2 separate regions of the Mus musculus genome follow, and region 2 is linked to region 1. The links are chromatin contacts, called in public HiChIP or PLAC-seq maps. All regions are on one chromosome and are shown on one strand. Each heading gives the region's core, a stretch centred on a gene start, on an enhancer-like site or on the middle of the called end of the contact. The rest is flanking DNA. Distances are from core to core; before and after follow the strand shown. Region 1 overlaps Dab2ip (disabled 2 interacting protein). Region 2 overlaps Ttll11 (tubulin tyrosine ligase-like family, member 11).

The links. HiChIP or PLAC-seq counts read pairs in DNA pulled down with a chosen protein or histone mark.
Region 2: a contact with region 1 is called in an H3K4me3 HiChIP or PLAC-seq map of forebrain, with 3 times the contacts expected there. The contact joins two enhancer-like sites. A contact is called at or near these places in 1 of 15 datasets of contacts at CTCF or cohesin (large pre-B cells), 5 of 484 Hi-C or Micro-C datasets (the HL-1 cell line, the HPC-7 cell line, the N1E-115 cell line and 2 more), 9 of 115 datasets of contacts at active chromatin or transcription factors (double positive thymocytes, embryonic basal ganglia, embryonic forebrain and 5 more) and 4 of 9 other capture datasets (adipose tissue, embryonic stem cells, liver and 1 more).

What each region holds. Positions count from the first base shown.
Region 1 is chr2:35,659,829-35,666,239 of GRCm38.p6, reverse strand. It overlaps Dab2ip (disabled 2 interacting protein), which reads right to left. Exons shown (of 16, transcript NM_001114124.2): 3 at 4,615-4,748. Among named protein-coding and RNA genes, the nearest start is that of Dab2ip, 41 kb to the right of the region's middle. Within about 2 kb of position 4,124, at least 263 of the 459 cell types and tissues checked have an H3K27ac peak or open chromatin away from gene starts, as enhancers often do. A contact at or near this core is called in the N1E-115 cell line and forebrain, where this site is marked.
Region 2 is chr2:35,872,926-35,879,336 of GRCm38.p6, reverse strand. All of the region lies in intron 6 of Ttll11 (tubulin tyrosine ligase-like family, member 11), which reads left to right. Among named protein-coding and RNA genes, the nearest start is that of Gm35396, 7.5 kb to the left of the region's middle. Within about 2 kb of position 3,561, at least 13 of the 459 cell types and tissues checked have an H3K27ac peak or open chromatin away from gene starts, as enhancers often do. A contact at or near this core is called in the N1E-115 cell line and forebrain, where this site is marked.

The sequences.
Region 1 (6,411 bases), core at 2,875-5,374:
AATAAGCCATTAGAGGATTTTGATATGGTGTGTGTGTGTGTGTGTGTGTGTGTGTGTGTGTGTGTGTGTGTCAAAAACTTCAAACTCCATATTCTTTGGCTTAGTAACTCTTAAAACATTATGCCTAGAGAAGATGAGAGGGATGCGGATGGGTAATGCACAAGGCTTTAAATTCATAAAGAAAAAGTAAACCTAAAGGCTGATGGCTCAGAAGGAGCTGGAACAACAGGCATTTAGAATAGGTTGGTAAACCACATAGGGAAGATCTTCCCTCCCAGGCAAGGCTGGGAAAAAGGCCCCTTTCCTAGGCCTCTGGCTTTGCTTTGTTCAAGGTCAGCATCCCTCTTCTCCATTACCACTCAGCTCCTTCTACCAGGAGCAGCAGCATCTACAAGCTCTCTAGAATTCTGGAATGATACCACGTGAGTGACTGTTAGTCCAGTCTACAGATGAGAAAACTGAGGCCTACCAAGCAAAATGGCTTCCTCCTGCCTACCAAGCAAAATGGCTTCCTCCTGTCGACACTTGCTGAAATACTACAGTTAGGCTAACTTCTTTCACACATTATGTTTTAACTTCATCAAATTTTAGAAACATTTATGAAATGTGTGAGACCTAGTATTAAATGCTAAGGAAACTTCATGAAATGAGACAGGAGTGTGTGTGTGTGATTAAATATTGAATGTATGATACCAGTATCTCCATCATAATTTTCATTGTGCTCACTTTGCAGATGTATAAAATAAGGCTCCCAAAGCCTGGGTGACTTGTTCCAGGGATGGCTTGGAAGCCAAAGCTCACACACATATGCCCATTATACCTAGTAGCTGTCTAAACTGCATCTCGCAGACCCTATTCTTCACTGACCAGTTCAAAAGGAATGCAGACAAGGACCTGACCTCCCATCCCTGTGCTTAGCAGGACAGGAATCAGCCCTGAGACTGCAAAGGCCCAGCATCAATCAGCACAGGCTCTGTCTTCCACCTGTTCTTCACCCTGCTTCCTGTTTCTTCCTCCACGGATGCCCTCACCCCTGGAAACAGAATTTATATCTGCCTACTCAGGGCCAGGGAGGTCCCTGTAACCACCCCCACTCCCAACTTCCAATTACCGCCCCTCCCTGGTTCTACACACCTGGAATCCCTCCCTGAGTAACTTTCAGATGTGGAAATTGAGTTCTGCAAATTCCCTGGAACGGACAGGGCAGCTCTAACTGCACACACACCAGCCTTGCCTAGCTGCTCCTGACCACCCACCCTTCCAAGCTATGTGCTGCACTAGGCCAACTGGCAAAAGTGAAGAGGGTTCTGCCATTTCTGGAGTACAGACAGAAAATGGGGGTGGGGTGGGGGCACACTTACTGAATTGAGTAGGGGGCCAGAGTCACCTAGAAATGGTGTCAGGAGAAAAGGGGGATAAGGATGTCAGCTGACCTCCTAGCTCAGAAGCATAAATAAATGAGCAAGCGACTTGATTCTGGGAAGGCAGAGCCATGGTATCTTTTATTGCTCTTACCAACATTAAAACCAACCTGTAAATGAAGCAGCAACACCTCCAGCAAGCAAGAGGAAGCGCTCTGCCAGCACCCTGCTCACCTGGAAAGCGCTCTGGCCAGCACTCATTTCTGCTACCAGGAGAAATGATTACCTGTCCTGTCGCTGGTGCTCACTGCCTAAGCCTCCAAAGGAGAAACGGGTGTCTGAGAGGCCCAGGGGTCATGGAGACCGGTTAGGACCCTCCCCTGGAGCCATTTTCAGTAGAACAAGTAGAAAGGCTCAAACCTGTCCTGTAGCCCTGAGCCCTCAAGTCCCTGATGGCATGACCCAAGCCTCACCACCAAACAGTAGCAGCCCACACCTAGGGCAGACTTCCTTCCCAGGATTCCCAGAGATTCCGGCATAGAACCACCTGGTTTCCAACCTGTAAACCAGGGAGGGTTTGATCTACACATCTGGGTGGAGGATTCCAGAACAAAAAACGACCTGTCCAACATAGCAGTCACAGAGTGCACAGACTAACATGCAACAACACCTCCTTAGCAGTCATACAAACCAGACAGATTCACCCAGTTACACTCACAGGAATAACCAGATAGTCCTAAATTGTTCATCCCATGGGAGGGTCACTGGGATCAGGGCTCATACATGCAACCTGGAAGCCTCTGACCCCTCTCCATCCTTGCCCTCCATCCACTCTCTGCTTGGTGTCTCTGTATTTATCCCAGGGGAGGCATGGCAGTCAGAGGGAGAGCCTGGAGAGGAGGCTCAACCTCTCCTTGCTCTGTTCCTTCTACTGCACTTGGGCAGCACAACACCCACAAGAATGAAGAGGCACTGTCCACTCACCCAGGTTTGATCATGAAATTAGAGGGTGGGGGTGGATCCACCACAGTTGATGTCACTCAACTCCCAAGAATGATGACTCCAGGACTGCCCCAGAGAAACATCTGCCCACTCACCCAACAGCAACCAGCAGATCAATTCCTGAACAAAGCAACAAAACAAGACCCCAGTCCTGGCAAAGCCCATTTCAGCTTCTAGACTGGGTAGAGGGATTCACACCCAGTCTGCCTGACTGTTCGAGGGAAATCTGAGCTCCCTTCTGGTGCCAGAGAGGCCACTAGGACAGATTGTTTACAGAAAAATTTAAAAAGACAATTCCACACCACTGCCAATGACATTCAGCTCTTCTTGCAGCCGTTCACATTTCCAGAAATGGATTTGTAGTTTCTCTGAAACCCGACTCCCCCTCCCCCTCCATGTAACACAGCTAACCTGAGACCAGGGGCCACGGGATGTTTCTGAGGTCACCCTAGCGAAGCCCCGACTCTGACTAGGGTTGCTAGCCAAGCAACTGCTGGCTTTTTGGTGCGGGCTTCCCAGCGGTGGAAGGTAAACACGACATGCATGCCGCTTGCTCTCAAGAGGGCAGACACACTCAGAGACCTGGGCTGCCTGCTTTCTCTCCTGCTCCCGGACAACCGCCACATGCACACAAAATGGGGTACGTACACAAGCCCCCGCATGCGAGAACAGAGGGTCCGGACCCCTGCCAGGGAAAGCGCAGAGAAGGGCATGTTCTTTGGGGGAGACAGCCGGAGGTGGGGGCCGGAGAGGAAGGCAGCAAACCGGGTGGCCTGCCGCCCAGACAGACAATAATAACAAAGATGGGAATGGAGATGGAGATTTTCAAAGACGCAGTGGCTGCACCCAGCACCGAGCTCTGGCCTGGATGCATCTTCCTGCCAGGGAACGCCTGGTCCCCTGGGGCACCATAGCCATCAGTGAAAGGTTGGGGGTGGGGGGTCCTGCCTTAGGCTGGGCTTGGCAGCCGGGGCGGGAAGCCAGGTGCAGACAGTGGTGGGGATGCACTGAAGAACAGCTCTAGGCTGATGGAAGGTCTAGTGGTTCTAATTGGGATGTGGGAGGGGTGCCCTGGGGTAGATGTTAGGTGTCAGTTAAACGTCACACCACCTTGGGCAGGAGTTAGGATAACTTGGACTCCTTGCTTGCTGGAACCAAGGAGGAAAGGAAAGACATTATCATTCAACCTGTGCCTCCCACACAAGAAGTGCCAACTCGCCAATGGTAAAACGGACACAGACCCGGGAAGGCAGATGCCAGGAGCCTAAGATGTTGGGGCTGAATGCTGAAAAGGCTCCTTGGAGCCTACTGGTTCCTTCACCTCCACGACACGTTCTAACTGGCACAGGAATCCATCACTGCTTGTGCCTAAGTGGAAAGGTGCCTGTGGCTGACACGACTCAAGGATGCGAACCAGGGCCCCCAGAGGCTGTGCCCGCCCAGTGCCCCCGCACGGACAGGATGGCTTGCCCTTGCGAGCTGAAGCCTGCACGTTGCCAGTGACTCCAAAGCAGGCTCAACAACCTCCTCCCCTCCCCTTCGCCCCACAAGCCACCTCCCCCTGGAATTTCCACACCTGCTCTCAGCTTGCCCAGAAGGAAGCAGGGAACAGAAGACACCCCTGGGAGCGGGAGGTAAAGAAGGGGAGCAGCTGCCCAGACTGTAGGGGGAAGGCCCATTTTCCCGGGTCTTAGGTTATACCCATTAACCGAGCGCCTGGCCACTGCCTGCTCGGCTCGCCCCAGCCCCCAGCGGAGCACGTGCCCTACTTAGCGCAGATGTGCCCCCTAAGCGGCCCAGCCCCCTGCTCCTCCCCTCCAGATGTTCACCCTTTTCCGCGCCACGAGCGCTGCCGGGTCTGGGCAAAAACCAGCCGAAAATGCCTTTTGTATCGGACAGCGAGGGACTCGGTAGGCCGGGGATGGGTCCTGAGGGTGGAGGCACCACTTCCGTCCCTACCTCTAGGCACAGCACTGCTCAGAAAACAATGCCCACCTCGGCCAGGCGAGGCAGGACCCCACATGCCCGAGAGGGCACTTGCTGCCCGGCCTCACCCCGGACCTCCAGCACCCTCCTAGGTGCGCCGGTGAAAGCAACGAAGGGTACAGTCCCGGTCCCCCAGCACGACGGGGGCCCCGTTCCCGGAGTTCCCGGAGGCTGGCGAGGCGTCACTCCCGCGGGAGAGTGCCCTGCCCGGCTCCGGCTTTGTCCCCGCGCCCTCGGGGCGCAGCCGGGGCGGCGACGGGCTCACCTCTCATTGTCCGCGGCGGCGGCGGCTGCGCTCCGGAACCCCGGCAGGATGTGGCGGAAGCTGTGGTTGCGGTCCAGTTTGGGCTGGCTCTTGGTGCGCTTGATGGAGCCCTTGAGGCGGCGGCTGAGGAAGCCCTGCGCGCGGGGCGACAAGAGGGGGAAGGGGAGGCGGGGTTAGCGCGGCGGCGGCGGGCCGGGACCCGCACCCTCGCGGCCCACGGCGGGCCGGGCTCGGCCCCAGCAGCTCGCGGCCCGCGCCGCCGCCCGCCCGCCGACCGAGCGCCGACGGCCCGGCCCGCGCAGCGCGGCCCAGCCCACCCCGCGCCGCCCGCCGGCCGGCCCAGCCCGCCACGTCGCCCCCGCCCCTAAGCCGCCGTTGCCATGGCGACAGAGCCGAGTGCCTCCGACCGTGGCCGAGGATGCCCGAGCCCCCCCCTCCGCCCCCGGCGCTGAGAGGGAAGGGCGGCAAGGCTGGGGGGTGGGGGCGGGTTGAGTGGCTTGCGCCACCAACAGCCCCTCACCTCACCTTCCTCTGCAACCAGGCCACACCCCCCAACCTCCAGGAGGATTCCTCACACCCCGCCCCGTCGGGGGGACTGACAGGAGCGGTTACTCAGATGAAGGAAAGAAACTAAGGCTGGGAGAGCAGGTCCTCCAAACGGCCAGCGCGCCTACTAGCACTCTGGCCATCTAGACCCCCTAAGGCGGACAGGCAATGGCTGGATGTCAGGATGGAGGCTGAAACGCTTGGATCCCCCCCCCCAAAAAAAACAATCCCCATAGGTACAGGATCCTCTAGTGACCCCTTAAGGAGGGGCCCAAGGTGTTGAAGGGTTTGCTGAGTGTCCCCAATTTGGGGACACCTGTCTCAGATCATGCATGGATTCACCAGCCATTCCCAGCTCACCACCTCACCCCACTCAGAGCTTCTGGACTAATGAAGAGGCAGGTGAGGAGCCAGGCCTCAGTACCTGCAGGTTGGACAGAACACACTTGACAGATGATGAGTAGATGTGAGGCTCAAGGGGAGCTGGCTAGTTTTATGTAAACTTGATACAGGTAAGTCATTTGAGAGGAGAAACTCCCAATTAAGAAAATGCCTCCATATGATCCAGCTGTAGGGCATTTTCTTATTTAAGGATTGATGTGTAAGGACACAGCTATTGTGAGTGAGGCCACTCCTGGGCTGGTGGTCCCAAGTTCTATAAGAAAGCAGGCTGAGCAAGCCAAGGGGAGCAAGCCACTAAGCAGCACCCCTCCATGGCTTCTGCATCAACCCCTGCCTCCAGGTTCCCACCTTGTTTGAATTCCTATCCTGACTTCCTCCAATAATGAACTAAGGTATGGAAGTGTGAACTGAATAAACCCTTTCCTTATCATGTTACTTTGTCATGGTTTCTCCTAATCCTAGCATTAGGAATTCTAAGACACTGGGCTCAGAATCTGCAAGCGCCTTGAGGGAGAAGAACTGAGAACTGGAACTCCCTGAGGAAGGCTTGTACAGAAGGGGTGCTGGAACCCAGCCACTCAGCCTTGATTCTGGGTGACCCGAGGACAGACATAAAGGGGTGTTAACTTATTTTGAAATCGGTGTTGTCATTGTGATCTGAATTTTGAAGTTTTTCCATCGTAGGAGGGGTGGGGCTGATAGAAGGTCAGGTGCTGCAGCACCACCTCTTGGACATGACAACCTCAAAAATGGGCTGAATAAATCCTCTTATGTCACCAGCACACAGGCAAAACACCAGAAAACCCTTATCTGCAAACTTTATTTGCAGAGAGATGAGGTTATCCTCCA
Region 2 (6,411 bases), core at 2,312-4,811, 210 kb before region 1:
CTGTCTTCTTCAGCTCTGGGTCTTAGGACCCCATCTCTTGCTGCAAGGAAGAATAAGCCTGTATATGAAATCAGCTGAGGTGGGACTTCTACACACAATGAACCCTGTAAAATGCCGTAGGGGACAGAGACTAGACTCTGTCCTCCAAGGCCTGATTAAGTAGAGGATCTGGAAATCCTCTCTTAGGAAGGAAAAGGGATGCACTGAGGATGTCTCAGCTTAGAGGAGAGAGAGCCAAGAGCAGAAGCCATGTGTAGCTTCAAAGATCATAGGGGGAGATGGAATAATGTCTCTGCAGGTGCCAGTGGCGGAACAAGGAGCTGAGGCTGAAGTTGGAGGTGGAGACAGTAAAACTCAGGTGAAAGAAAGGAAAAGCAAAAGGCTTTCCTTTGTCTGCAATGCTACCAACAGACTCAAAGGAGTCACGAGTTCCATGCAGCCTGCAGCTGGAAGTAACCAAGCCAAGGTCAAATAAGGTGGAGTAAAGGAAAGGCAGCCCTGGGATGACTACACATGGGTTCAGAGTCTGGGCATACAATCCAGCCAATCACTTAACCTCCCTAAATGCCAGCTTCCATGCTATACAGTGGGATAATGGTGGACCGGTGTCTGAGTTGCACATTTAACTGGAGTATTACTCAATGCTGAAGGAGAACAACTCAAAGCAGCCAGGGCTTTATTAGTCAGCTTCAGAGGAATCACACCCACTAGACTCCACTGTGATGATGCAGAGCCTCATGGTCAGCATGTGCTATAGCAAAGCCACCCTCCTTATAACAGCAGAAGGAAGGGCACACAATATCACCTCAAGAGCGGGCCCTCAGTAACCGGCCTCTGCCCACCAGCCTCTACTTTCTACAGTTTCCCCCACATCCCAGGAGCCCAGGAAGTATGCACCCACCTATGAATGAGCCCGTTGATGAGACCAGGACCTTCATGGTCTGGTTAGCTGGGCCCTACTTCTGAATATTGCAACACTGGGGGGCCAAGCCTTCCATTCATAAGCTTTGGGGGACACATTGTAGACCCAAACCATAATAGTTATTAGGAGAAAATAGGGGATCAGAACAGCTCTCAGGGTACATCCTCTCCAGAAGTTTCTATCGGGTTCTTCCTAGGCGTGTGGCTCATGTTACCTGCATGCTCCTTGTCCTTGTGATAACATAGAAAGAGTACAATTGAGATCCCAGCCGTCTGCCAGCCTCTCTTGTCTCTTCCCACTCCTGATTCCACCACTTCAGGATGAGGGTGGATACTCCACACACACACGCACACACACACACACACACACACACCTCCAACCACAGAGTCTCTACCCCACCTATCCCTGGCTTTAGGTCTGTCCCACCATCAGACACCCTCTGGGAAGCGATCCTTCAGCCCCTCCTCCGGGGTTCGGTGCTGAGATAATCAGGATGCCTCATAACTATATGTAAGAGGTGGACAGTAAGCCTGGGGAAGGACACCCTGGACACAGCTTCCCAATGACTCCAAGAGCAAGGATGCCCCAGTTCATAACGCTTGCCACCAGAGCACTGAGAACAATATGGAGCTGCACCATAAACTCACATTTTGTTCATCCGCCTTCTTTCCCTGCCTTTCTGTGTGGGTTTCTTAAGACAATCAAAGTATTAATGATTGTCAAACCTAACCTTTAAGGCACCGTCACATCCATTTAAAACACTTCTTCTAATAAGGGAGAGGTTGCAGCCCCCTCCCCCACCCTTTCCATTCTCCCGCAGCTGGTTTGCAGGCAAAGTCCTAGATGCATTCTTAATTTTGACTCAGCCTTTCTCTCCAGCAGAACAATTGGGGGCGGGGGACCGGGGGGGGGGTTCTCTAGGCAACAGCAACAATTCTGTCTCATTTGTTTGTTTGGTTGTTTTTTTTTTTCCTTCACTGTAACACAGCAGCTTGCAAGGCTGCTGATTTGAACCTCGGTCCTTCTAGGAACATGTCCTTCCTTTATGATCAGTAAATATAACTTGCAGATTTTAGCCATCAAATTATTGAATGTGGAAGTGCCTCCCTTTGCTTCATGACTATTTTAAAACAGAACAGTAGACAAATCCTACCTTGCTCCCATATTTCGCTGGAGCTCTGGCCTCCTCGTGTTTCTGTTTTATCCAATTGCCCTGACCAGTGAGCTCTCCTTTCCTCTGCTCCCTGCCAGGACAAGGCCAAGATGGCCATGGAGGACAAGTCATCCTCCAACCCCTTAGTTTACCCTTGGATCTCCAAATGTCCTTGCTGGAAATAGAATTTGAAGCAATCCCTTTTTTTACAGACTGGGATGTTGTAGTCTGTGCTGCCAGAGGCAGAAGGTTTAAGAGTCCTCTGGGCCTGGATTTGAGAACAGCTTTTCCCCTTGCTCTCTGTGAAATCTGGGGCAGTTGACTTCCCTGAGCCTTGGTTTCTCCATCAGTAAAATGTCTGTAATGGTAAAAAGCTGCTTAGCAGGAATGTTGCAATGGTAAAGTGAGCCACTGCGTCTAACCCACGGCACACACTGCCTGGATATGGGAAGCATTTCATGAGTGGTAATTGTTTGATAATTAGCCTGTTTGCTAATCTCATTTACTACCACAGTGCTGAACACATAAGGCTAATATCACTAGCATTAACGTTATTACAATCCTCACAAATAGATACATACAGTTGTCCTTCCCAGCATTCCCCATGGTACCAAAACCTGTGGATGCTCAAGTCCCTTACATAGAAGAGCAGAGTGTCTGCGTGTAACCCACATACCTCCCCCCATAGACTTTAGATGAGCTGCAGATTCCTTGTAATACCTAATACAATGTAAGTGTTGCCTATGCAGTTGCTATGCTGTATTGTTCAGGAAAGGACTCTTTGAAAATAGGATATTCACAGTCAGTAAAAATGTGGCTTCTTTCCCGAGGATCGCCCATCCTTGGTTGAATCCTTGGACACAGACCTCACAGATGCAGAGGGCAAACTGTATACAAGTTTCCTCCATTCAAGTCATGTGTATTTTATTTTCTGAAGACAGGAATTTATCTAAACAAATGGATAGTTTAACAAGAGTTCAGCAAGACTGAAGGAAGTCAACAGTGCCCATGTTCCTAGTTTAATTAACATGCTCCCCGATGCAAAGTATTCGGTCTGTTCGTGCCTCACATTGAAAATGCATCCCTCTAATTTCCATGAAGTTTTTGTCACACTGCATGGGCAGGGACCCTTAACACAGGCAGTCTCCTGGGGAAGGTAGCTCTGACTCAGCTAGGAGGCAAGGTCCTGGGCTTTGAGGGTCCCAGGCACTCTGAAGCTGACCTTGGCCAAATCTCTACCCTTTCCCGGCGTGAGGTTTGCTCGTCTCTACTCTCTGCCGTGTCCCCAAACCCGCAGCTTTTATAAGCACGATGATTTATCATTTGGAAGAGAGAGATAAAAATAAGAAGGAAGATTTCATCTTTTAAAAACCCTTGGACTCTGCAAATTTCGCTGGTTGCTTTTAAACCATTAGATATGAGGTGCCGGATATTGGAGGCCAGCCTAATTGGGAGCTGTAGCTCCTGTCTACTGTAGCTGTGCTTTCGAGAAGTGTTTCTGACAGTCTCTCACCACCCTGCCACTTGCTTCCAACTGCAGGGATCTGCTTCTCCTGTGGCAGTCACAAGAAACACTTCAGTCCTGCTTATAAACGTTAATTAGTTTGAAGAAGAGAAATAGGATTTGTGGTTCTTAAAATAGTTGCAGATATAGAAGGCCACTTCCCGGTGTTGTTGTAATCTGGATGCTTCATAAAGATACCACTGTGAGGCTTTGCGCGGATCCTCTGCCCAAGTTTATGACTAGCATCTTCCAAATTTTCGAGCTAGTGTGTGCATTTAGGGAAGAGATTGGTCCTGGTCCCTACACTTAGCTATTTTAGATGTGATCTCTGTGTCTCCCATGGTCTGGCTACAGGTTGTACCAGCTGTCTATGAGGCATCTTTCCGTTGATGTTGGAAGCCTGTTCAGTTGACCTTTGATTACAGTACTACGAATACGTAGTGTTGGTGAAGACCAGACAACAGTGTCTCTATGAGTAATATTCCAGATATGATGCTCATACATGAAATCCCAGCCTTTCCTTTGGAAGGCAGAAGAACTATGATGAGTTCAGGCCCAACCTGAGCTATGTTGTGAGTTTGAGATCAGGAGGGAGATCTTGAGTCTCCCTGGCTCTACCACTGGCTTGCTCTTTGATGCATGCTATGAGCCAGGTGCTATATTGGGCCTGTGGATGCAAAGATAATATTGTGTGTGCAGCTCTCTGCATCTCCTCAGCTCCACTGCTGTGCTGTTGTTTTATTTTTTATGTGTAGGGATGTTTTGCTTGTGTGCATGCCTTGCATCAAATGTGTGCCATGCCCACAGAGGTCAGAAGGGAGCTTTGGGTCCTTGGAACTGGAGTAACAGGCATTTGTGAACAGCTGTATGGGTCCTCTCCTGGGTCCATCCCCTGGTTAGTTTTAACTGTTAACTTGACATCACCTGAGAGGGGTGTCTCAACTGAGGGATTCCCTAGAACAGATTAGTCTGTGGGGGATTGTCTTGACTATTATTAACTGAGATTGGTAGATCTAATCCTACGTGAAGGTGATCCCACTTCATGGACTAAAGCCTGAACTGTCTGAGAGCGATGAGTCGTAGCCGAGCACGCAGCAAGCCAGCATGGGTGTGTGTTCTGTCTCTGCTCTTGGCTGTGGATGCATAGGGAGCTAGCTGCCTAAGCCCTGCCTTGACTCCTCTCAGTGATGGATGGAACTGGGACATGTAAGCTGAACAAACCCCTCCCTCCCCTAGTCGCTTTTGTCCAGATATTTCGTCATAGCCATAGATGTTAAACCAGAACAGCTGCTGAGGGTCCTTCCTGTTCCCAAAATCCATCAACGCTGTTATTGGGGCATTGCAGTCAGTCTTGGGCTGTCACCCAGGGCCTCGCTCCAGCAACAGGTAGTTCCTGGACAGGGTCCAGATAATAGAAGCCCCAGTAACACTTGGCTTGTGAGTGTAGTCACACCCCACATGAGGTCTGTTGGGTTTGGGAGTTTGTGTATTATGAGGACTTTCTTGTGTCCAAATAAACTGGTTTTAGCTCCTGCTTGGTGGTTGGAAAATATCGGTTCTTGGCACTTGTTGGTATTCAGGTTACCTTATACTGCACCTTAGATTCTGGCCTCTAAATTGGGGAAAGTTTAGTACCCTCTTTACGGTCAGTGCATTCATTTGGATTTATGTTTCCTCTTCTGGTTTGTTTCACACTTAAGACATTTTTGTAATATTACTCATCCCCCCTTTTCCCATTAAACTATGTGGATTAATCAGAGTTAAGAAAATCACCCTCATACAGCTTAATATTTATTTATCACACACCTGACCATGCGTAAGCCTCTTGTAAATTGGAACTCATATGGCACTGTAAGTGAACTATACCATTCCAGCTAGCCTATATAAAAGACACACAGTCCAGGTATTTTATTTATTTTATCACAAGCCATAAGCCTAGGTCTGGAGCTATTCTAACTCATTTCCCAGCCATTTGTCCCTTGTTACTTGTTGTTTCCCTGGTCCATCTCCTCTCATACTGCCGTCCTCCATTCGACACATCCTCTCTTCTTTCCTCTTCCCTCTCTCTCCCTGCAACCCCCCACCCCAACTCGATCCTCAAGCCCCACCTTTCTCCCTCTAAAGCCCAATCACAGGCTCTGGCATTTTATTGATCAGTTAAATTGGGGAACAAGGTTTATATAGCATCACTCGGTGTGCATGAGGGTCTGCTCATCAGTGAGGACGCTGGGGGGTGGGGGCAGATCTTGAGAGCCAGTGATTAGCATCAGAATACAAATAGCATCAGACCAGCGCACCACCTGGGAGCATGGAGGGAAGCCAGAGGAGCCCTCGCTTCCACCTAGCTTCAGAATTATTTGAGAATAAGATAAAAAAAAAATAAAGAAAAGAGAACCTGCATTTCACCCTCATTATGGAAGAGGTAACGGGGTGGGGGGGGCGCTTCAGAAAAATGACTCTTCCGATGTTGAATCTGAGTGAGGTTTTCTCTGTAACCCATGTGCAGGACTGTGGGGAACCAGAGTCAGGCCTGTAGTCAGTAGGAATGGGGAGGCAGTGGGTGTCTGGGCCCCCCTGCACACTGTCTTCCTCGACCCCAATCCTGGGCTGAAATGAGGCTCAGAGAACAGCACCCCTGACAAACAGAAGCAGACTTAGGTTCCAATTCTAGTCTCCCATGTTCAGCCATGGGATCCCCTTGCCCACACTGCACCCCATCCACAGAAGGAGCCATAATGGTGGGTTGCTGTGAAAATGGAGAGGGCTGATAGATGGATGTGCCACCCTTGTGTGCTCAATATATAACAATAAGGCAGATGACACAGCAGCACA